Linked DNA regions of Mus musculus: regions 2, 3 and 4 are each linked to region 1. A link is a contact called in public Hi-C and HiChIP or PLAC-seq data. All regions are on one chromosome and are shown on one strand. The core of a region is the stretch at or near the end of the contact, and the rest is flanking DNA. Distances in the headings are between cores, read along the strand shown.

Region 1 (4,934 bases), core at 2,256-4,755:
ACTAAGACAGACAAAGATGGGACCAGTTGTCCAGAGCTTTCCCTCAGGGCAGAGATGCCCTTCCTGCCCTAGTCCCTGCAGATGTGGGGAGTCTGCAGTTTCCTTCAAGGCCCCTTTGATCATTTGCTTGTGAACTCTTCCTTCTTGTATATTCTAGCTGAGTTGCATGTCTAGGATTTCTGTCAACATTGCTATTTTTACCCAAACCACGCATTATTCTCCCCTTACTCTTTGATGCTTTTATGATGTATTTTGCAACACCAGTTGGGAAAGTAGGGGAGACTGGCCATGCCTTTCTGTTGTTTTCCCAGAATGCCTTCACAGTCCTTCAGGGAGGACCTCTGAGATGTTTGTTAAGGGAAACCAGAGACCTGTTGCTATCTACAGTGAATTGGAACTTTCCTGGCTCCTGCCCTTCCTCTTGTGTTCTGATTCCTTTCTGTAGACACTCTGGAGGGCAGAACACTTCTTGCTAAGCTCCCTCCTCCTCCCCCCCTTTTCCTCCTCCCCCTCCCCCCCTCCTCCTCCTCCTTTTCCTCCTTTTTCTCCTTCTCCTCATCCTCCTCCTCCTTCTCCTCCTCCTTCTCCTCCTCCTTCTCCTCCTCCTCCTTCTCCTCCTCCTCCTCCTCCTCCTTCTCCTCCTTCTCCTCCTCCTTCTCCTCCTCCTCCTCCTCCTCCTTCTCCTCTTTCTCTTCCTCCTTTTCCTTTTCTTCTTCCTCCTCCTCCTCCTCTTCTTTCTCCTCCTCCTCTTCCTTCTCAGCTGTACAACCCTGGCCCAATGGTCATCAGTATCATCACCCACAGATATTCTGGGATACAGGAGAGACAGTTGCTGTGGGAAAATGCCTGAGCCATCACCACTCACAGGATCACTCACAGTCACTCTAAGAGCACAGAAGAGACATTTTATGGCCACAGGCCTCCTAAATTCAGAGGCTCCACATCTCTGCTTCCTTTAACTGGAACTCTCCAGACCAGCCACCTGCTCAGAACCCTGTAGAATATTCCATCTCTAAGGCAAGCAGGTACCTAGTTACCAGGGCCAGCCCTCTCTTGGGCTGAAAGACAGGAGGACAGCCAGTGTCCCTAGCTGTGTTCCTCTTAAGACACAGTTACCAGCAGCACGGTCCTTGGAGTATACTGGGAATGTGGAAACAGCTCAGTGCAGGGGACACAGTCATTCCCAGGCACCGTCCACCCAAACTCTAGCAGGCCCTAGCAGGGGTGTTCTCTGTCAGACTCGGCTCACCCAAGGCTGGTGAGGCAGCAAAGCTCATTCTTAGTGAAGTCCCCTCTGATCCTCCTGTGAGGGTCACAGGGATGACTCCTTTTGGGGGATTCCTCTGCCCATGTTTGCCTAATGTTTAGATATATCTGAGTTGCTAATGCTGTATTGTTTCCTATTTACCAGTTGTCTATGTCCTCTTAAAAAAAATATTCTACCATTCTTGATGCTAGAGAGATGGCTTAGGAGCTAAGACCGTGCACTGCCTTTGCAGAGGACCTGGGTTCTGTTCCCAGAACCCACACAGCATCTCTAAGTCATGTGTAACTCCAGGGGACTCGAGTTGCTCTTCTTTCCAGGGCACTAGGCATACACATGGTATACATGCATGCATGCAGGTAAAACATAAAATTAATCTTAAAATAAAAACTGTTCTTTTTATCTGGCCCTTCCTCTCCTCCTTCTCCCTCCCTTCCAGTCTACCTTCTCCTCCCCCCTTCTCTCCCCCTCCTTTCCCCTTCCCTCTCTTCCCCCTCCTCACCCTCCTCTTCCTTCCCCCAGTCCTATTTGTTCCCTTTCCTTGCCCTCTCCTCTCCTCCATCCCCCCTTCCTTTTCTTCCCTCTCCCTGCCTTCCCCTCCCCCCTTTCCCCTCCCTCCCCCCTCTCCCCCTCCCTCCTCCTTTTTCTCCTCCTTTTCTTCCTTCCCTGTGCTAGTTTGGGACCCAGAGGCTTGCACAAGCTCAGATAAGTGCTCTACCACTAGGCTGCATTTCAATCCTCTCTTCATTTGAGCATTTGATCTGATTTTACTTTGTCTCTACCCTTGGCGATATAAATCTCACCCCTTGTTTACTCTTTATAGTAAGAGCCTCTCTCTGTGTCTGTAATATTTTTAACGCTTAAGATAGTTCCAAGAGCACAGATACCACTCAGGGTACTGAAGCTATCATGAATCTGATCAGTGTTGAGGACATGAGTTGAAGAACCCTCTCAGATTTCTCTCAGAGTCGTCCATTCACTTCCAGCCCTAGAACCTCAAGGTGGGGCTGGGTTCAGAGACAGCAGAGACTTTACAGAGGCACCTGGATTAGGATTAGGTCTCCGTGGTGCACTAAGGTAGGCTGCTGTTATCTTATGAACAGGAGAATGTGGACACAGGAGCACCACTTTCCTGTGCAGCAAGTGGAGGCTGGGGTGAAGAGCCAGGCAGGGTAGATGATGCACGGACGCCGTGTCTATGTCCACACAGCAGGGAAGGAGCTGGGGGTGGATGATGCTTATTTTCCCAAAAGGAACAAAACTGGTGACATCCTCACGTCACACAACAGCTTGCAGAGCAATAATAAAATAAATGCTGCCAATGTGTGGCCCTGGATGCCAGCCCCACGGAGTTAATGCTTACAAGATGTGGGAGGGTGGACTAAAAGAAACAGCTAATGTGAAAGCAGCAGGGTGTTTTCTCATGTGTGTGCATGTGTGTGCATTTGGTGTGTGCTCACATGTATATATCATGTGCACGTTCCAAGGACTGAAGTCTTAGCTCCCATACACATCAGGCATAGCAAGTCAGGAGCTACACTGATGGATCAGGATCCAGCCCCTCTGGTGCAGGAGTTTTATCTCTCTAAGCCTCAATTCCCACATCTGCAAAATGGGAGTAGTAAAACCAACCTCTCAAGGAATAAATGGAATGGCAGATGAAAGTGAACTTTGAAAATGGTGCTGGCTGTTGCAGCCATTAATTATGTGCTTACTTTATGATATGGACAGCCGCATCCAACCCCAAAGTGGGTGGTATTTCTCAGCACCAGGTTCATGTGAAGGTGACCACAGCCAACATGTAGTTCTTTTCTATTCAGAGTCCAAGTCTCATGTGCTTTTTTTTTTAGCCTCCGTGTTCTGTCTTCCAGCCAGCCTGCCTCTCTCTGGTCCACTGGACTGCACGAACCCGTGCTTCTGATGTGCTGTGCCACGTGATCACATGCTGAACCCTGGCTCTACATCTGAAGAGATTAGAGTTGGACACATGGAGACAGCTTGTGGGAACTGGCTTTGGCAATCCTGAACCATTGTGCCACCTGAACATGGCTTCGGGAGACAGGGAGGGGACAGTTACTCATAGCGCCTAGAACAAAAACCATGTCAGTTCCAGTTGCAACGATGTCATCACACCAGCTATGCCCAAAAATGGACTTTCCCAAGTGTCATATTTCAGGCAGGACTCACATGACTGAGCTCCGCCCAAGAGTTACAACATGCTTTCATAACCGGGGGTTTCCCCGGCTAAGCTTTTGGGTCTCACCCTTCTGTATTGCTCTGAGAGAGCTGACAGATCAGCATCTGGCCCAGATGAAGAGATCTGAAGGTCATGGGTAATTTGAAATGCAAACCAAGGGCTGTGGATAGAGGAACTGGGAGCCTGAAGGAGCCCTAGTGTGACATCTGCAGTAGTGTTGATGATTCCTTTTTAAAAATAACAACTGTTGTGTTAGAGAGAGAGAGAGAGAGAGAGAGAGAGAGAGAGAGAGAGAGAGAGAGAGAGAGAGAAGCCAGGCATGTTTGGTGGATGAGTGGTATGGTACAGGGGAAGGGGGTGCCTCTGAGTGCCCATGCTGAGGCATCCCTTCCCCCTGAGGGACCAGCCACAGGATGAGTATAGTATATAATAGAGCTTATTTGGGGCATGAGGAGGGGAGTTGGGGGAGGGAGGGAGGGAGGGAGGGAGGGAGGGAGGGAGGGAAGGAGGGAGGGAGGGAAGGAGGGAGGGAGAGAGAGAGACAGAAGAAGAAGGAGGGTGAGGAAGAGGAGGAGGAGGAAGAGGAGGAAGAGGAGAAGGAGAAGGAGAAGAAGAAGAGGGGAAGAGAGGAGAGGAGAGGAGGGGAGGGGAAGGGAGGGGAGGGGAGGGGAGGGGAGGGGAGGGGAGGGGAGAGGAGAGGAAAGGAGAGGAGTGGAGTGGAGAGGAGAGGAGAGGAGAGGAGAGGCTAGCCATGAGGAGTGGAGAGAGTGGGGAGAGAAGGAACAGAGGAAGAAGAGGGTAAGAGAGCAAGAGAAGAAGAAAGAAGAGAGTGAGGAGGGGCCAAGCAGCCCCTTTTATAGTGAGTCAGGCACACCTGGCTGTTGCCAGGTAACTGTGGGGTGGAGCCTAGAAGGAATGCCATCACCAATAAATAACATTTTATTTTAAAAATTATACAGTATATTTTGATCATATATTTTCCCCTTGTTTAAATTCTTCTCAGATCCTTCCTACTTCCATCCCTTCCCAACTGCATGTTCTTTGCGTCTCTCAAGGCAAAAACAAAACCCAAAAACTGAAAATTAAAACATAAACCTAAAAAAAAAAAGTCAATAGGACAAAAAAAAATGTCCAAACAAAACAAAACAATAGTGTGCCGGACCCCTTCCCCCAAACAAAACTTCTGGAGTTGGTTTTGTGTTAGCTAACTACTCCTGGGCATGGGACCTGCCTTGGAGTGTGGTATTCCCAGGGATAGCCATTTGAGACAATGGATTTTTCCTTCTACCAGAAAGTATCCATTGCAAATAGTTTCTTAGTTAGGGGTGATACTTTGTGTCCACTTCCCTTCCTCCATGCTGAGATTTTGTCTGGTTTGAACCTGTGCAGGTCTTGGTATGCTACTGTAGTCTCTGTGAGTTATTATTATTATTATTATTATTATTATTATTATTATTATTATTATTATTATTT
Region 2 (5,442 bases), core at 530-3,029, 160 kb before region 1:
TCTCTCTCTCTCTCTCTCTCTCTCTCTCTCCCTTCCTTCCTTCCTTCCTTCCTTCCTTCCTTCCTTCCTTCCTTGGATATTTTCTTTATTTACATTTCAAATGTTTTCCTCTTTCCAGGTCTTCCCTTCAGGAACCCCTATCCCATCCCCCCTCCCCTGCCTCTATGAGGGTGCTCCCCCAACCACCCACTCCCGACCTCCTGCTCTGGCATTCTCCTACACTGGGGCATCGAACACCCTCAGGCCCAAGGGGCTCTCCTCCCACTGATGTCCAACAAGGCCATCCTCTGCCACATATGTGGCCAGAGCCATGGGTCCCTCCATGTGTACTCTTTGGTTGGTGGTCCAGTCCCTGGGAGCTCTTGGGGGGGGGGTCTGGCCTGTTGACACTGTTGCTCCTTCCATGGGGCTGCAAACCCCCTCAGCTCCTTCAGTCCCTTCTCCATCAGGGACCTCCGAGCTTAGTCCAATGGTTGGTTTCGAGCTTCTGCCTCTATATTTGTTAAGTTCTGGCAGAGCCTCTCAGGAGACTGCCATATCAGGCTTCCATCAGCAAACACTTCCTGGCATCAACTATAACTTTCGGGTTTGGTGGCTGTGCATGGGATGGACCCCCAGGTGGGGCAGTCTCTGGGTGGCCTTTCCTTCAGTCTCTGCTCCACACTTTGTCTCCATATTTCCTCCTGTGAGTATTTTGTTTACCCTTCTAAAAAGCACTGAAACACCCACATTTTGACCTTCCTTCTTGCTAGGCTTCATATGGTCTGTGAATTGAATCTTGGGTATTCCGAACTTTTGGGCTAAGATCCACTTATCAGTAAGTACATATCCTATTTGTTCCTTTGTGACTGAGTCACCTCACTCAGGATTGTCCTCTTTTCTCCTTCATGTTCACTGTCCAATGGCACCTGGAACTCAGTGGGAGAGAAACTGAGTTGCAGACAAGACTTCAAAAGTGAAGGTGGTAAATTTCTAGAAGCAACTATGGGAGGAGAGTGTTGAGGCAGCATCGAGAAGGGAGGGAGGGCAGGAAAAATAAATATGAAATTGGAAATAGGTATCTTCAGAGCTGGAAGTCAAGGGATGACTGTGAAATGCCTTGAAGTAAAGCAGACACCCTGCGGCCTGAAGGGGGGGGGGGATGGGCAGAAGTCAGGTTGCAGAAGGGAAGTTCTCCCCGAGGGTTTCCCACAAATACTGGCCTCAGAAGGGATGCATGGTCCATAAACACACAGATGTGGTTCACCTCCCCTCTGTCACAGAAGAACAAAGTGCTGTGCTGCTACACACCTCCTCACACTCCCTGGGTAGTGTTTCTATTGTCTTAGGGTAGTGTTAACTGTCAACAGGACAGAATCTAGAATTGACTGGGGGACAGGCCTCTGGCCATGCCTTGGGGATTATCTTAATGAAGTTAATATCTTGAATGTGGGCAGGATCTTCCCTGGGCTGGGGATCCTAGTCTGTGTAAATAGAGAAAGAGCAATGCTCTTTGCAATTTGAGCAGCTGTATTAAGCAACACCTGCCTGGACTTCCTCATCTCAATCTACTGTACCTTGAGCTGTGAGCTGAAGTAGACCTTACGTTGCTTCTGTTAGGTATGTTATTGAAGCAACAGGAAACGAAACTAAGACATTTAAGTTGTAGAGTCAAAGGGCAGATGGCATTTTCCCATAGTGTGACGTCCTGTGCTGTCTCATCCTTTGTACACATGTGTAGTGTGGCATCCTGTGCTGTCTCATCCTTTGTACACATGTGTAGTGTGGCATCCTGTGCTGTCTCATCCTTTGCACACATGGAGAGTGTGACATCCTGTGCTGTGTCACCCTTTGCACATGTGCACAGTGTGACATCCTGCGCTGTGTCATCCTTTGCACATGTGCACAGTGTGACATCCTGAACTGTGTCATCCTTTGCACATGTGTAGAGTGTGATGCCCTGTGTTGTTTCATACTTTGAACATGTGTACATGTTTCCTTTCATGTGGCTCCTGGTTGAGACACCGCTGGAGGTTTTGCACATGTATCTGTGTACATACGGGTTCACGTCACACATCTTGGAAGTTGCAGATACGTGTCCAGTGGCTTTGGGGACCAAGCAGTCACCACTCTCTCTGGGACTCTGAGAACCAGTGAGGAGTGTTTGGATTCTAGTCATCAGCATGGGCTTCTGAGCTGACCAGAGGTCTCCATGAAGGGCGCTTCCAGGCACTCTGTGTAGACGTGTTCTCTGGCACCATCCGGACTCGCCCATCAGGGGCCTCTCAATCACTTGTCAGTCATATTTGTTAGGCTGTGTGGATTTGTTATGGTTTGTATTTCTGTAGTATGTAATCATCACAATTTAATAAAAGGCAATCACTTATGGGTGCCGGCAGATGGTGAAGGCCCATGGAGGTGCCAGAGAAAGAAGGAAATTTACAGATCACCCCACAGCATTCTTGTCTTTAAAGCCTTTTCCCATTCCTCCTGCAAAGTCCTCAGGCATATTCGTGTGCCGTGTGTGTGTGTGTGTGTGTGTGTGTGTGTGTGTGTGTGTGTGTGCCTTGCCGATATGAGCCTTTGAAGTAATCTTTCTCCAGGGAGTTTCTGTGATGCGACTCTCTATGACAACCCTGAAGACACACTGAAGTATTCTCTTTAGGAAAAAAAAAACCAAAACAATAATAATAAAAAAAAATTACTGGAAGCCTGTGGAGAAAACTGCCAAGGTAATTAACATGTTCCTGCGTAGTGGATCAGTCACTTCTGGCACAGAAATTCTAGTCATGCTGGAAAGTGTCATTGTCTTGAGTAGCTTTGATGAGAAATCCCTCCATGTCCTCCTTTTTAACTCCTGGGGCAGGAGTTTCTTGGAAAAACTAGAGTTGTCTGGTTTCCCCTGGGGAGGGGAGCAGAATAATTTTATTCTTGGCAGCCTGTGATTTTTGTCAGATTCTCTTGTGGGAAGCTTTGGAGTAGATGGCGACCAGACTGATACACAGTCTTGTGGCTCGCATGTGGGACATTCCAGAAGGTTCTCCTGGGTGGGCTGGACCATGGGGGTTGCCTTATTTCTCAGAGAAACGGCTTCAATGTGGACTTGCTCTTCTGAGGATGTGGATGAGCTTGGATGGGGTGGCCAGCATCTCCTTCAGAGATCTGTGGTCATGTCAGTGTGGCTTTGTGCCCCAGGTAGGGCTTCAGGGTGCTGACTGACACCTCAAATTCTCCATGGGACTCGCGTCTCTGGCTGGCCCTGACTACTTTTAACCTGGAGCGCAGAGCCTCTGAGGATATACAGTGTTATGTGGGAAGATAACCAACTCACAAGGCCTCTGGTGACCAAGTCCCAGTAACACCAGGGTCTTGACCCCTCACTGCGGGGGCTTGGGTGTCTGAAAATGAGAGAAAGCAGTCTGGTTCTGTCTTGAGTGTGGATGTTTGATTTTGAATGGCTCCCATTGGCACATATGTTTGAATATGGTCTCCAGTTTGTAGAGCCATTTGGAAAGGATTAGGAGGAATGGTCTTGTTGGAAGAGATGTGTCACTTGGGATGTGTTTTGGACATTCGAAATGCCATTCTCAGCTCTCTCTGTCTGCCTCATGGTTGTGAGTCAACATGTAGACTCTTAGCGATTGCTCTAGTGCTCTGACTGCCTGCTGCTACCATGCTTCCCCCATGGTGCCTATGGACTCCAATTCTCCAAAACGTAATCCTCAGACAAGCTCATTTCTAAATTGCCTTGGTCCCATTGCTTCACTACAGCAATAGAAAGGCAACCAAGACACTGAAGGAGTGAACCACTGTGTCCTAGCCACAGCCTTCAGTAGCTGCACTCCACAGTAGGCATATTTCCCAGCTCCTGTGACAGGTTCCTCAGGGTCTCAAAATCCCCTAAGAGAAATCTCCTGCGCATGGCATTCCCTTTCCTCTGGTTTTCTTGTGACCCCAGAGGCTGGAAAGACAGTCATACTCCATTCAGGCTTGTAGAAACTTTAGGAATGATCTCCTAGCTGACACTCTGGCCAGAGTCCTTAGAAAGTTCTGGAACCTTCTCCAGAAGCCAGGGAGGAGGTTGTTTTGTGGGAAGTCCTTGAAGACTCATTGCTAGCCAGTCACTCTGCTTTTTGTTGTGTAAAATCAGGGGGCTGTGCTTCTGTCTTTTGTTAGGCTACTGTGGGGGTCAGCAACCCCTTTCTATACAAAGCCACACAGTAAGTATTTTAGGATTTGAAGCTTGCCCTGCTGCCTGCTGGCATCTTTATCCTCATAACACATAAATTTCACACAGGTATTTGTGGAACTCTATTTAATGGACATTTAATTTTAATAGAATTATGAAATTATAATCTGTATACTGTTGTAACATCTGCATGTGCACTGGAGGTTAGGTGTCTCTGATAGGGTTGTGGCAGACCATAAAGGTAAAACTGGGATCCAGTTGTGATGATAAAGTCCATTAAAAAAGAGAATGCTTCAGGGATCAGAGGTGAGGAGGACACAGCATCTGTTCCAACACTGGGAGTAACTGGGACCAGTAGGACCCAGGCACACAGGAACTCCACCAGACCGGTGGCACAAGTTCCTTCTGATCTGTCTGAGTTGGTACCCTGAGCAGACCTTGGGCACTAACTTCACAGCCAGTCCCACAACATCCAGAGGAAGCTCCACTCCCAGGTACTTTAACATGCCCAGGATCCCAGGATCTCAGGAGCTTGGTCACACCAGGATCTCAAGGTCCCAGAGGCAGCTCCTCTCCCAGGAGCTCAGACACACCCAAGATCTCAGGATTGCAGGATCCCAGAATCACAGGATCACAGAGACAGCTTGACTCTGGGAGTTCTGACACAACCAGAATCACAGGAAGGATGAGCTCCAGTCAGATATAGAAAGGGCAGGTAGCATTAGAGATAACCAGATGGTAGGAAGCAAGCTTAAGAACATAAGCAACAGAAATCAAGGTTACCTGGCATCATCAAAACCCAATTCTCCCACCATAGCAAGTCCTGGATACACCATCACACCAGAAAAGCAAGATTCAGATGTAAAATCACTTCTCATGATGATGATAGAGGACTTTAAGAAGGACATAAATAACTCCCTTAAAGAAATTCAGGAGAACAAAGGTAAACAACTAGAAGCCCTTAAAAAGGAAACAAAAAAAAATCCCTTAAACAATTACAGGAAAACACAATCAAACAGGAGATGGAAATGAACAAAACTATCCAGGATCTAAAAATGGAACTAGAAACAATAAATCACAAAGGGAGACAACCCTGGAGTTAGAAAACCTAAGAAAGAGATCAGAAGTCATAGATGCAAGCATCACCAATAATACAAGAGATAGAAGAGAGAATCTCAGGTGCAGAAGATACCATAGAAAACATTGACACAACAGTGAAAGAAAATGCAAAAAGCAAAAAGCTCCTAACTCAAAACATTCGGGAAATCCAGGAC
Region 3 (5,591 bases), core at 829-3,328, 140 kb before region 1:
ATCTCCATTTCCTTTTGTTTTAACTTAAAAGTACATTAAAATGAGCTGCAAGGACCATGTTCACCTCTGCCTCGACCTTACTATTCTGTGATGTGGATCCTTACCCAGCAGCTGTTGGTAATTTAGCATTGTTGGAAGAATTTTGTCTTCTCATCAATAGTTTCCCTGTACTCTTTTCTTTAAAAGTAGTGTCTCATGTAGCCCAGGCTGGCCTCAAATTTGCTAAGTAGCCAAAGATGGCCTTGAGCTCCTGCTCTTCTTGCCTCTACCTCCCAAGTGCTAAGATTACTATGGAATTGGCCAATAACGGGGATCAAGCCAGGCATGTGCTCTACCAACTGGACTCTACCCCCAACTCCTATTGTTATTTATTACAGCTGTTTAATAGTTTAACAGAAAAGTCTCACATGGTGTATTTCAAGTTGTTTACATGTCTATTTTGAGTAATAATGTATTTATTAGAAACATTTTTTTGTGCTATGGAGTTTTCTGTCTTTGGGCATCAGTGTTAATATTCTGTTTAGTGTTGAATTGTGCCCCCAAAAGATAAGACCAAATTCTATCCCCTGGAACCTGTGACCTGGAGTTTGTTTGGAAATAAGGTCTTTGCAGATGCTATTGAATTAAGCATACATCATGAGGGTGTGCCTTATCAAAATAACCAAGGTCCTTATTAGAGCTAAACTCCTGCCCAGCAGGATCAACATGATTTTCTAAGGAGTGGGTTTCTGGAAAATTCAGGGTCCTTCCATGTCTGTGTAGTGAAGGATATCCAGAATATCACCTGGGAACCATGCTGGGGGCTGGTGGGGGTTTTGGGAGAAGTCCTCCGGGAGGTTATTGTGTTGGGAGACAGGTGAGTGGTATAGGTGAAGATCAGAGCCATCTTGGAGTCTTGGAGGAAGTGAGGGCTAAGGGACTGGGGTAGCCCACAGGAGGCTCAGAGCATAGCTTGTGCTTCACAAATGGTAGCCACCACAGCCACTGTCAGGTTCCACTCTACCACCCTGCCACCTTTGCTTTCTCTCCAGATGTAAGAGGCTTCCAATGGGGTTGCAGGTGTGCAGAAGGTATTTTCTCCCCCCTCCTTGCCCCCAGACAAGAAGGTAGTAGAGGAGAAATGCTTAGTAGAGGCTTAGGGGTGGCGGGGAGTTTTGTGGGTAGGTCTGGTGCAGCTTAGGGGTGCAGCCCCTCTGGATTCTCAGGCCTAGCTCCTTTCCTGTCAGATCAGCTCTCTGCAGGTGGCCTCTGGCCTGTTTTCCCCCCTACTCTCTTTGTAACTTACTTCCTGAGCACCTGGCTTTGAGGGTGGGGTGTTCCTGTGAGAACTCTGGCTTCCTGGAGGCTGTTGAGGGATCACAACCTCTCCCCTGGGTGGGTTCATTGGGGCTGTCACCACTTTGCTCTATTCCCATTAGCCCACCCTCTCTTTGTCCGCAGCTCCCTTGCACATCTTGGGAGAGCTTCCCTCCCCACTACAGTTAAAGGATAGCCTTGAAGTCAAGCCTTCTGTGTGTGAGGCTTTTTGTAATCCAGGCCGTAGCTCTGTAAATCCAGGAATGAGGACAAGTTAGGGCTGAGACTCCCATATCTACAGGGTACATTGGACTCATCTGGATTTCCCTGTGGAGGCGAAAGCTCAAAACAAATCAAAGCAAATCATCTTGGAAAATACACCTCATAGGACCCCCACTACACCCCAGCCTAGCTGTATTCCCCAGAGGGCTGTTAAAAGTCAGCCTGCACTTGGAGGGGTTGTGTCATGCGGGGCTGGCTGTTCAGCTCCCTGACGATGGCCTGAACATCTGTGGGCTGACCCAAAGCTGATCAGAGGGGGTGCGTCTTCTTTGTGGGACGATGAGTGGGTTTTGTTGGTGGAAAAATGCCCTTCCATATTGTCTGTGAGGGGCTTCCTTTGGCCCCACATCTGGTTGGCTCTATTGCTGTGTTGATGTTATAGAGTGAGCAGGAGGCTCGTTTGCAGGAAGGTGCGAACCTTCAGTCTGCAGCTGGAGGCAGGAGGAGGGAGGGTAGCTGTCTGCAGGGTGAAAGTCTGGGTGACACCTCAAGCTATCAAGGCAGGATGTCACTAGGGCAATGTGATGCCTTTGATGTTGGGGCTCCCCCTTCCCTCTCACTGCCTCCAGATGGCCAGGTGGGCTGAGAGGGAGGTATTTGGCACACAGCACATGTCACAGAGGGCATGCAACACATGCAGGACACGTACTCCACACAGGACATGAATTCCACATATTAAGATCTTGTGTGTGCATGTGTGTGTATATGTACTGCATACAGGACACACACTGAGCACACAGCATACCATACTCAGGGCACACATTACACACAGGGCACATTTGCATATAGGAAAAATGCCATATACAGGACACACTTCACATAGGACACATTATATATAGCATATGTGTTATACAGGGCATGCACCACATATAGGATACACACTACATATAAGAAAGATACTGTGTGTCTGTATGTATGTGTACTGCACATAGGACACACTACACAGCATATACAGGGCACACTGCACATGCTGGACACACTGCACAGCATACATGGGACATACTGCACATGCTGGACATATTGCACACACTAGACACTCCGCACACACTGGTCACACTGCACACACTGGGCACAATGCACATGTTGGACACACTGCACAGCATATACAGGACACACTGCATACACTAGACATACTGCACACACTGAACACACTGCACACACTGGACATACTGCACAGTATATATAGGACACACTGCACAGCATACACAGGACACACTCCACACTCTGGACATACTGCATACATTGGACACACTGCATACATAGGACATGCTGCACACACAGGACATATTGCCTATACTGGACACACTGCACACACAGAGGACATACTGCATATACAGGACATACCGCACACATTAGACACAGTACATGACATACACAGGACACACTGCACACACAGGACATACTGGCTACACAGGATACACTACACACACTGGACATAGTGCACAGCACACATAAGACACACTGCACACAGGAGGAGATAGACCATATACCCAATACTTATCACATAAAGGATACATATTGAACATAGGTCACATGTTACATATATAAAGAGCACAAACTATGTGACACACACATTGCACATAAGACAAACTACACATTTCTTGATTGACAGTGGCTCTGTAGGGCATTCTCTGGACTCTGAGCACTTAAGCTCTGCCCTGCATTGCCTGCTCTGAGAGCTGGATTCAGCCTAACACTGAAAGTTCATGATGACAGGACAGTGTTTTCCAGGTGAACTGTAGCCAGGTGGCATCCTAGGGAGAGCCACACCCTGAGGTCACCTTGTCACTTCACTAGGAACAACCGCAGGTAGTTGGGTACTCAGAAAGCAGAGGGTTGAAAAGCAAACACCCTACTGGGCAAATAAAGGCCAAAGAAAAGTGGGGGCTAGGAAAGATGGTTAATAATATTTATTCTTAAAATTACAGATACCTTTATCATAAATGTATTTTAACATACATATAAATTAAATATTGCTTGTAGAAAAATCTAGAAGTGGCAGAGAATACAGAGAAAACAAGGATCCTCTTGAAGACTTCCAGAAATCAATAACTCCTAAAAAGTCAATGGCATTGAGCTAGACGCACAGACACGCCATGACAGACACGGAGATCACGTCTACACACCTCAAAGACCACCCTGCAGGCAGGCAGTATGTGTCTCTCTTGTTCTCATGTAAAATCCCATGGCAGACGTTTGCCCATGTCGCTGGAAACAGGGAGCCGTAGCTGCTCACCATCCCTTTGGAGAGCTGAGCCGTCTATGGAAGACAGGCAGGTCCGTCTTAGGACACAGAACACACGTGTGCAATCTCTGTGCTGCAGATTTCCTCATCTGTGAATCAGGAGGCCCCGTCTTTGCTCAGGCGGCCAGTGGGTGCGCCCTTTAATTAATATTTAGGCAAGGCTTTGCAGTTCAGCGTGAAGGATTGCTACCTAAGTCAAAAGGCTTTGTGAAACTGAGCTTAATTATTATAATTTTTTCATTTGGGGGTAATTAGCACCCTGTGAATAACTTATCTGGGAGCCCGTTTGCGTCTTTGGCACACATGAGCAGGACCCTGGGGTCCAAAGACAGGCCAAGGGGCTGCAGTTATCAGTCATGGCTGCTGGCTGATCTTGTGGGCAGAAGGGGAGACCCCTGAACTGGGAAGGTGGGAGGGACCTTTCCTCTGTCATCTCCCTGTTTTCCTTTCTCTTCCTGATTCTAATCTAGCATAAATAGACAGTTCACCAAGATTCTCATCTGAACCTTTCAGAGGACAAAGAGAGATTGGTTCATTGGGAGTTTCTATAATAGGTATGGCACCTGCCTCATGCTCTTGGGACAATTTTTAGATGAGATTAATCAGGCCCTTAACCCTGTAGGGTAGGAGGAAGAGGCAGCCCAGGTGTGTGACAGATGAACAGCACACATGTGCTGTGGTTTGGACAGATGTTCTGTCATGTCTGTGTACAAAGGGACCATGACCCCCTTTCTGTCTTCTAGTGCTGGGTTTCACAGCTCTGAATTGGCCTATGGGGACAGTTACATAAAAGGTAAAGGAATAGTTTGTTTGCTGTGGGTTTGATCATGGGAAATCCAGGTCATAGTGTCACTGTGCATGAAGGACTGAGGGAGGTCTTCTGCTCTGGTCCTTCACAGGAACGCTCAAGGCTTTATGCTGTTATCTGGAACATTTAGCTCCTTGCCTGGTAGAAGCATCAGAAATACAAGAGCTTGAAGAGGAGGCCATGCTGGTTAAATGGCCTCTTCCTAACAGTCTTGTCCTCTGGGCATCAATGGACCTACCCTGCTCTATGGCTCTGTGTGGTGGGAGAGGGACAAGGAGCTGATGGGGGAGGGGTTTTGCGTCAATTTCTAACTCTGAGTTTGTCTTGGGATGAAATTTAAATCTATGTGAGTTGGGGCAACGGATGGTTGACTAATCCAGCTGTAGACTGGGACTCAGGGACAATGGAAGACAGGGAAGAGCATGTCCTATGCAGTTGGTCTCCTCTGTGTCTACAGCTCATTGAGTTTACTGTTAGACTTTGGGGAAAAATTAGGACCATTTCAAGCATTCAGGTAATGTTTCACCGTCTGTCCCCACAGCACAGGTTTAACTAAGAATGAGCAAACCAAAGTGTGTCTTTCAGCTGAGCTATGCAAGTAGAGTCTTATACCTCACCCCCATGTGTGTATGTGTGTGTGTGTGCGTGTGTGCGTGTGTGTGTGTGTGTGTGTGTGTGTGTGCGCGCACGCGCGCGTGTGTGCATCTGCATGCATGCCTGGTGTGCATGTTCATATGTGGAGATCAGAGGTCGACATTGCATGCCATCCTCTATTTCTCTTCCCCTTATCTTTTGGACAGGGTCTCTCACTGAACCCTGAGCTTACCAATAGACTAGAGCTGGACAGAGAGAACCTGAGACCCACTGTCTCCACCCCACACCCCCAGGACTAGGATTACAGATATGTGAGACAGTGCCTGGCTCTTATGTGATGCTGAGGATCCAAATGCAGCTCTTCAT
Region 4 (5,666 bases), core at 2,737-5,236, 230 kb before region 1:
ACACACACACTCTTTTTTAAAAGTGGCAAAAAATGACAAGAGTGTTTATGACGGTCATGGGAGTATGGTATTGGCTGTGAATCAGTTTTGTTTTGTTTTTTATCTTTTTAGCCTGACTGAGGCCAAGGAACTGCATGAATTTTCATTTTGTTGGTTAAACCAAGTTCTCTGTTTATTATTGAAGAAGGAATCTTTAATTAGCTCTACCGGGTGCTGGCCTAGCAGCAAATGGAAAGGCTTAGCTGTTTTCAGTTGTAGGTAAAATTCATAGCTGTTTATCAATGTCTAGTGATCAGGACCAACCATTTGAAAGAGCTGTTTTTTTCACATATATTAATTGCTTTAAGTGTATAATTTGATAATATTAGTCAATTAATTACATCATTATACAAATGGTCACTACAGGTGACTTTAGTGTTTGGTTTCTTTTACTTAGCATGTTTTGAAGTTCAGTTGTGGGACATCTAAGTTTCACTATTTCTTTCATTAACCACTATATGAATAAAGCATATTTGATAATGTCAAAAAAAAGTGGGCTGCAGAGGCTGACTAATGTGTTATCTTAGGAGACAAGACAAGGCTCATGTGAGGAGTGGGTAGAGGCCGTGGAAGAATCAGTTGACTCCATTTTGTACACATCACATTAACTCAGAGGTTCATGTCCACTGCACTGTGAATGGGTGTCAGCGCTGGGCTTGAGCAAAGCGCTAGTGTGGCAGATTCCAGAGAAGCTGCCCATATGAAGAGGCATAGGCTACTAGGACCATAGGTGGCCATGTTTGAAAGGCTCAATGCTGGTCATGTGATGAATACTAATGTAAGATGCCATCATCACACATATGGAAATAAAACATGGAGTGCTGATTACAGTGCTGGTTATGGTGTCCAGGGTAATATCTCCAGCAGCCCCCAACCTTACACAGCGCTGTGCTCCATGTGGGTTGCCTAGACAGTGAGCTGAAGGAAGAGGGTGGTGTGGGTGTGGTGGGGACTTGCCAATGATTTGCTTCCCCCCACCCCTGTGGTAAGGTGCTTGTGAGTGAACAAATATTGTTGGCACAATCATAGCTTTCTATTAAAGAGAAACCAGATGGTCAGCATCAGAGTGACCCCGAAGTTAACACCTGAGATCACAAAAGTGGTGGTCTGAGTCAGGAAAGCGGTTACAACCGGAATGCAGTGGATCCGGTACAGGAATGGTGCTGACGCACCCAAAAGGCAGCCTCCTGTGAAATTTTATTGCTTATCTTACGGCCGTGCTACAAGGTGTGTACGGAAGGGTGAAATAACTTGCTGAAGTCTCACTTCTTCCCTTTAAAAAGTCACTGATTAGCAAAATTGTGAACAAATAGCTTTTAAGCCAGTCAGCAGCAACATAGTTTATATAAACAAATTACCCTGGTGGTGAAGAAAGCATTCTAGGAAATGGGACACACAGCAGTAATAATGGGATCATCTCAGGAGGCAGCGAGGATGAGGTATTAGCTAATCTAGGATGGGAAAGCTCTCTCGTGCCGTGCTGTAAATTATGACCATAACAAAATAAGAGGCTAAATGGAAATATTGATTAGCCTGACACAATTAAAAGCTTCTATATGTCAAGGATACTATTAAGCAAATTTTAAAAACCAACCAGGCAATAACCCATTAGATTAAAATACAAAGCCAATCTTCAGTTTAGCAACTTCCGACTGCTAAGGAAAATATCTACAGCACACTGAGGCGGCAGCTGGCTGCTAGCTTCCCTTGAAACAATGTATTTATTTTTGAGATGGTCTCTCTGTGTAGCCCTGGCTGTCCTGAAACTTGCTCTGTAGACCAGGCTGGCCTTGATCTCACAGAGATCTGCCTGCTTCTGCCTTCTGAGTGCTGGAGATTAATGGCATGTGCCAGCCTCCAGCACCAGGCTGCAATCCTGCAGCTGAGCTGGGCCTCCTGTGGCCCCTGGAATCTCTATACCCTCACTATGGATCTCTCCTCTCCTTCAGTGTTTGGGGTGGTAGACTTATTTACACCCTGTGGCAGCTAGAAATGGCGAATGTGCAGAGGGACTCCCCTGCCCCCACTTGACTGGGTCTTGTGTTGTATCTCAGAGTGACCGTGGCTCTTACAAACTGAAGGGTAATCTTTCTGTGACCAGGTCTCTGAGCACCGTTTTCCCAAGAGCACACGCGCCAAGCCTCTGGGCTTCATGATAATGGCTATCATGCTGTTTTTAACTTTTCTGTTTAGTGTTATAACTTGCATGGTGTCTGTCATCAGTGTCTGCTTTGTTGGTGTGATGCTAGGCATGGAATCAGAACCTTGTGTGTTCTAGTCAAACACTCTACTCCTTAAGTTTCCCTCCCGTTACCTCAGGCTTTTAATAAAATAGAGTCTTCCTAAATTGTCCAGGCTGTCCAATTTGTCCTGCTTCACCTTTCCTAAGTCACTGTTTTAGTTTTATGGTTATTTGGTTTTTTTTTTTTTGTTTTGAGACAGGGTCTCACTTTGTAGTCCTACCTGGGATGGAACTCACAGAGAGATCTACCTACCTCTGTGTCCTGAGGGCTGGGATTAAAGGTGTGAGCCACCACGCCCAGCTGCTCTAGCTTTTTAAGACTAATTTGAAAACTTTTAAGTTATGTATGTGTGTTGGAATGTGTATACACATGAATGCAGTGCCTGTGCAGGCCAGAAGAGGGCGTTGGAGCTCTTGGATCTGGACTTGTGCCCAGCCAGAAGGGGATGGAGTCGCTACTTGGATTCTCAACAGGAACAGTGGGCTCTCGAGACTGTTGAGCCATCTCTCTAGCCCTGCAGTTTTTTTTTTTTAAATTAACTATGTTTGTATGTTAAAATTGTAATTGATTTGGGGCATCACAAAAGCGTTCACTCAAGGTGATAAACTTAAGGCATGAGCATTTTGGTGGATGCTTCATCTCTTTTCTTCTCTTATTCTAGGACTTCCGATATTTCCTGAGACACAGTAATGTTGAAATTAGGCTAATTAATACCCTTACAATGGCTTCTAAATAAAGCCACCAAGTAAAGGGATCATATTTAAGTTAAAAGCCGGATGATGAACCTTAACGAGGAAGGCAGGTTGAAGGCTGAAGAATGAAAATCTGGCCTCTTGTGCTGGTTAGAGAAATTGCGATGGTGAGCTCAGACTAGGGGCTCAAGGGGACACTGAGGCAGATGGTCCTTTTGGCTAAGAGATTTTTTTGGGAGAGTTATAAATGCCACAGAAAGACTGCAGGAGTGTAGAGGAGAGCACTAGCCTGTGGGGCAGAGTGGAGGCATCCTCTTACAGCTTCAGAGAGCTCCCCTGCCATGTGATGATGAGTAGCCCATAGTGTGTGCTTGAAGCCAGAGGGAGGGGTGAAGGTGTTTGTCGTGGAGGCGGAGTCCCTGGAAACTGCAATTGCTGAGGTAAATTTTTTCTGCAGAGGGAGGAATTCAGTCTTAGGCAGACTCCCTCAGGAGTGCCTGTCATTTTCCTGTAGCTGTGGGACTTTCTAAGTCAGCAGTGAGGGTAGAGGGGGAAGAGGTTGTTGCAGTTGGACTGGACCTGAGCAGCCCCAAGCTCATATTTCCGGAAGAAAGGGGAACCCTGGGCTGCCAGAGGGCATAGCAAAGAGGAAGTTAATGCAGTGACTTCCAGTTGAACCTGAGCTACACTGACCATTCTGAGCGTTACGGGACCTTCAAGACTCAACTCTACTTGGCCTGTGCAATTGTCTGGTATCTGTTATAACCTGGTTATACTTTAAGGCCACTGTGGAGATTTTCTCAGAAGGTTCTTTTCAAAACACCACTGCCCAACAACAGAGCACTAGTCCTCCAAGGGCTTCTGGGATGGTTTAGGTTCATATCGTTGAATGCTTAGTCACCAGGGAGTGGAACTTTTTGGTGGGATTAGAAGGATTAGGAGGTGTGGCCTTGTGGGAGAAAGTGTGTCATCCCGGGTTGGCTTTGAGGTTTCTAAAACCCGAGTCAGGCTCAGCTCTATTGCTCTGACTGTGGGTCAGGAAGTAGCTCTTACCTACTTCTCTAGAGTGTGATGCCATACTCTGTGGCATGATGATAATGGACTAAACCTCTGAAACTGTAAGCCAGCCCCAATTAAATGCTTTCTTTTATAAGAGTTGGCTTGGTCATGGTGTTCTTCACAGCAATAATATAGCTTGGGTGGGGAGTATACAATGAAATGGGTGCCATGATTTTCAAGTCTGGTAACAGAACAACTTCCACAGACCACAGGGTCAATACACTCAGGAGGAGAAGGAGGAGGAGGAGGAGGAGGAGGAGGAGGAGGAGGAGGAGGAGGAGGAGGAAGAAAATAATGGAATAGAGAAAAGGCAATGACTAAGTGTTTTAGTTAGGATTTTACTGCTGTGAACAGACACCATGACCAAAGCAAGTCTTTTTTTTTATTATTAGATATTTTCTTTATTTACATTTCAAATGCTATCCTGAAAGTACCCTGTACCCTCCCCCTGCCCCAAAGCAAGTCTTATAAGGACAACATTTAATTGGGGACTGGATTTCAGGTTCAGAGGTTCAGTCCATTATCATCAAGGTGGGAGCATGGCAGCATCCAGGCAGGCATGGCGCAGAAGGAGCTTAGAGTCTACATCTTCATCTGAAGGCTGCTAGCAGAATACTGACTTCCAGGCAGCTAGAATGAGAATCATAAAGCCCACACCCACAGTGACACACCTACTCCAACAAGGTCACACCTTCTAATAGTGGTACTCCCTGGGCTGAGCATATACAAACCATCACACTAAGGGTCTCTGTGAACAGATGGGCATGACAGTACCTAAAGAACGGATAGGTGTTCCTTCTTAATCTTTTTGTTTTAAAAGATGAACTTATTTTGATGTGCATGGGTGTTGCCTGCATGTATGCCTGTGCACCACTGTGTACTCAGCGCCTGCATCCAGAAGAGGGCATCAGATCCCTGTACCTGGAGTTACAGATGGTTGTGAGCCACCATGTGGCTGCTGGGTATTGAACCTGAGTCCTCCACAAGAGCAGCCAGTGCTCTGAGCCATCTTTCCAGCCCCATTCTATGCTGTCCTCACTAGAAGTAGGTCTGTCTTCTCTGGGCTATGTCTTCGCCTGTCTGATTGGCACTAGTGCAAGGAAACTTACTTTTTTGTGCTTAATGGAACTCAGAGCGTTGCTTATGCAGGGAAAGTGCTGTGCAACATCTTACTGGGTAGTCCAGGCTAGCCTCTGGGTAGCCCAGGTTAGCCTCAGACTTTTCCTCTTCCCACTTCAGCCTCCAAAGGCCTGGGGTTACAAGCATGAACCACAGAGCCTGGCTGAAGCATTCACTCTTACAAACCATTCTGTGGGTAGGAATAAAATCCCATGTGACTTGTGAAATGGACACTAAGTATTGGGTGTATAACAGTGTACACTTTTCAAAACACCACTGCCCAACAACAGTTAGCCAGGGCAAGCATGTTATATGATTTCATATTTTTGAGTATATATGTGGTGGTTTGAATGAGAATGGTCTCATAAGCTCATATATTTGAATTATTGGTCCCCAGTTGGTATAACTACTTAGGAAGGATTAAGAGGTATAGCCTTGTTGGAGGAAGTGTGTTGCGGGTGGTGGGCTTTCCTCTCTGGCTCCAGCTGTGGATCAGAGGTGAACTCTCAGCTAC

The links. Hi-C and Micro-C count contacts between places; a contact is called where the count stands out from the background. HiChIP or PLAC-seq counts read pairs in DNA pulled down with a chosen protein or histone mark.
Region 2: an H3K27ac HiChIP or PLAC-seq map of regulatory T cell precursor shows a contact between it and region 1, with 4 times the contacts expected there. The contact joins two enhancer-like sites. A contact is called at or near these places in 3 of 484 Hi-C or Micro-C datasets (the G1E-ER4 cell line, bone marrow-derived macrophages and macrophages), 3 of 115 datasets of contacts at active chromatin or transcription factors (the HPC-7 cell line, regulatory T cell precursor and thymic regulatory T cells) and 4 of 9 other capture datasets (adipose tissue, bone marrow-derived macrophages, liver and 1 more).
Region 3: an H3K27ac HiChIP or PLAC-seq map of regulatory T cell precursor shows a contact between it and region 1, with 4 times the contacts expected there. The contact joins two enhancer-like sites. A contact is called at or near these places in 2 of 115 datasets of contacts at active chromatin or transcription factors (double positive thymocytes and regulatory T cell precursor) and 4 of 9 other capture datasets (adipose tissue, bone marrow-derived macrophages, liver and 1 more).
Region 4: a contact with region 1 is called in a Hi-C map of bone marrow-derived macrophages, with 26 read pairs. The contact joins two enhancer-like sites. A contact is called at or near these places in 1 of 15 datasets of contacts at CTCF or cohesin (the NIH/3T3 cell line), 23 of 484 Hi-C or Micro-C datasets (the AtT-20 cell line, B cells, the CH12 cell line and 17 more), 6 of 115 datasets of contacts at active chromatin or transcription factors (the HPC-7 cell line, embryonic stem cells, epiblast stem cells and 2 more) and 3 of 9 other capture datasets (adipose tissue, embryonic stem cells and liver).

The regions. Positions count from the first base shown.
Region 1 is chr16:95,727,547-95,732,480 of GRCm38.p6, reverse strand. No RefSeq gene overlaps it. Among named protein-coding and RNA genes, the nearest start is that of Ets2, 28 kb to the right of the region's middle. Within about 2 kb of position 3,505, at least 179 of the 459 cell types and tissues checked have an H3K27ac peak or open chromatin away from gene starts, as enhancers often do. A contact at or near this core is called in the CH12 cell line, the G1E-ER4 cell line, bone marrow-derived macrophages and 3 more, where this site is marked.
Region 2 is chr16:95,889,963-95,895,404 of GRCm38.p6, reverse strand. All of the region lies in intron 1 of 1600002D24Rik (RIKEN cDNA 1600002D24 gene), which reads left to right. Among named protein-coding and RNA genes, the nearest start is that of Gm41508, 29 kb to the left of the region's middle. Within about 2 kb of position 1,779, at least 63 of the 459 cell types and tissues checked have an H3K27ac peak or open chromatin away from gene starts, as enhancers often do. A contact at or near this core is called in the G1E-ER4 cell line, regulatory T cell precursor and thymic regulatory T cells, where this site is marked.
Region 3 is chr16:95,866,143-95,871,733 of GRCm38.p6, reverse strand. The region is part of intron 1 of 1600002D24Rik (RIKEN cDNA 1600002D24 gene); the gene reads left to right. Among named protein-coding and RNA genes, the nearest start is that of Gm41508, 52 kb to the left of the region's middle. Within about 2 kb of position 2,078, at least 48 of the 459 cell types and tissues checked have an H3K27ac peak or open chromatin away from gene starts, as enhancers often do. A contact at or near this core is called in regulatory T cell precursor, where this site is marked.
Region 4 is chr16:95,953,836-95,959,501 of GRCm38.p6, reverse strand. No RefSeq gene overlaps it. Among named protein-coding and RNA genes, the nearest start is that of 1600002D24Rik, 28 kb to the right of the region's middle. Within about 2 kb of position 3,986, at least 58 of the 459 cell types and tissues checked have an H3K27ac peak or open chromatin away from gene starts, as enhancers often do. A contact at or near this core is called in the CH12 cell line, bone marrow-derived macrophages and multipotent progenitors, where this site is marked.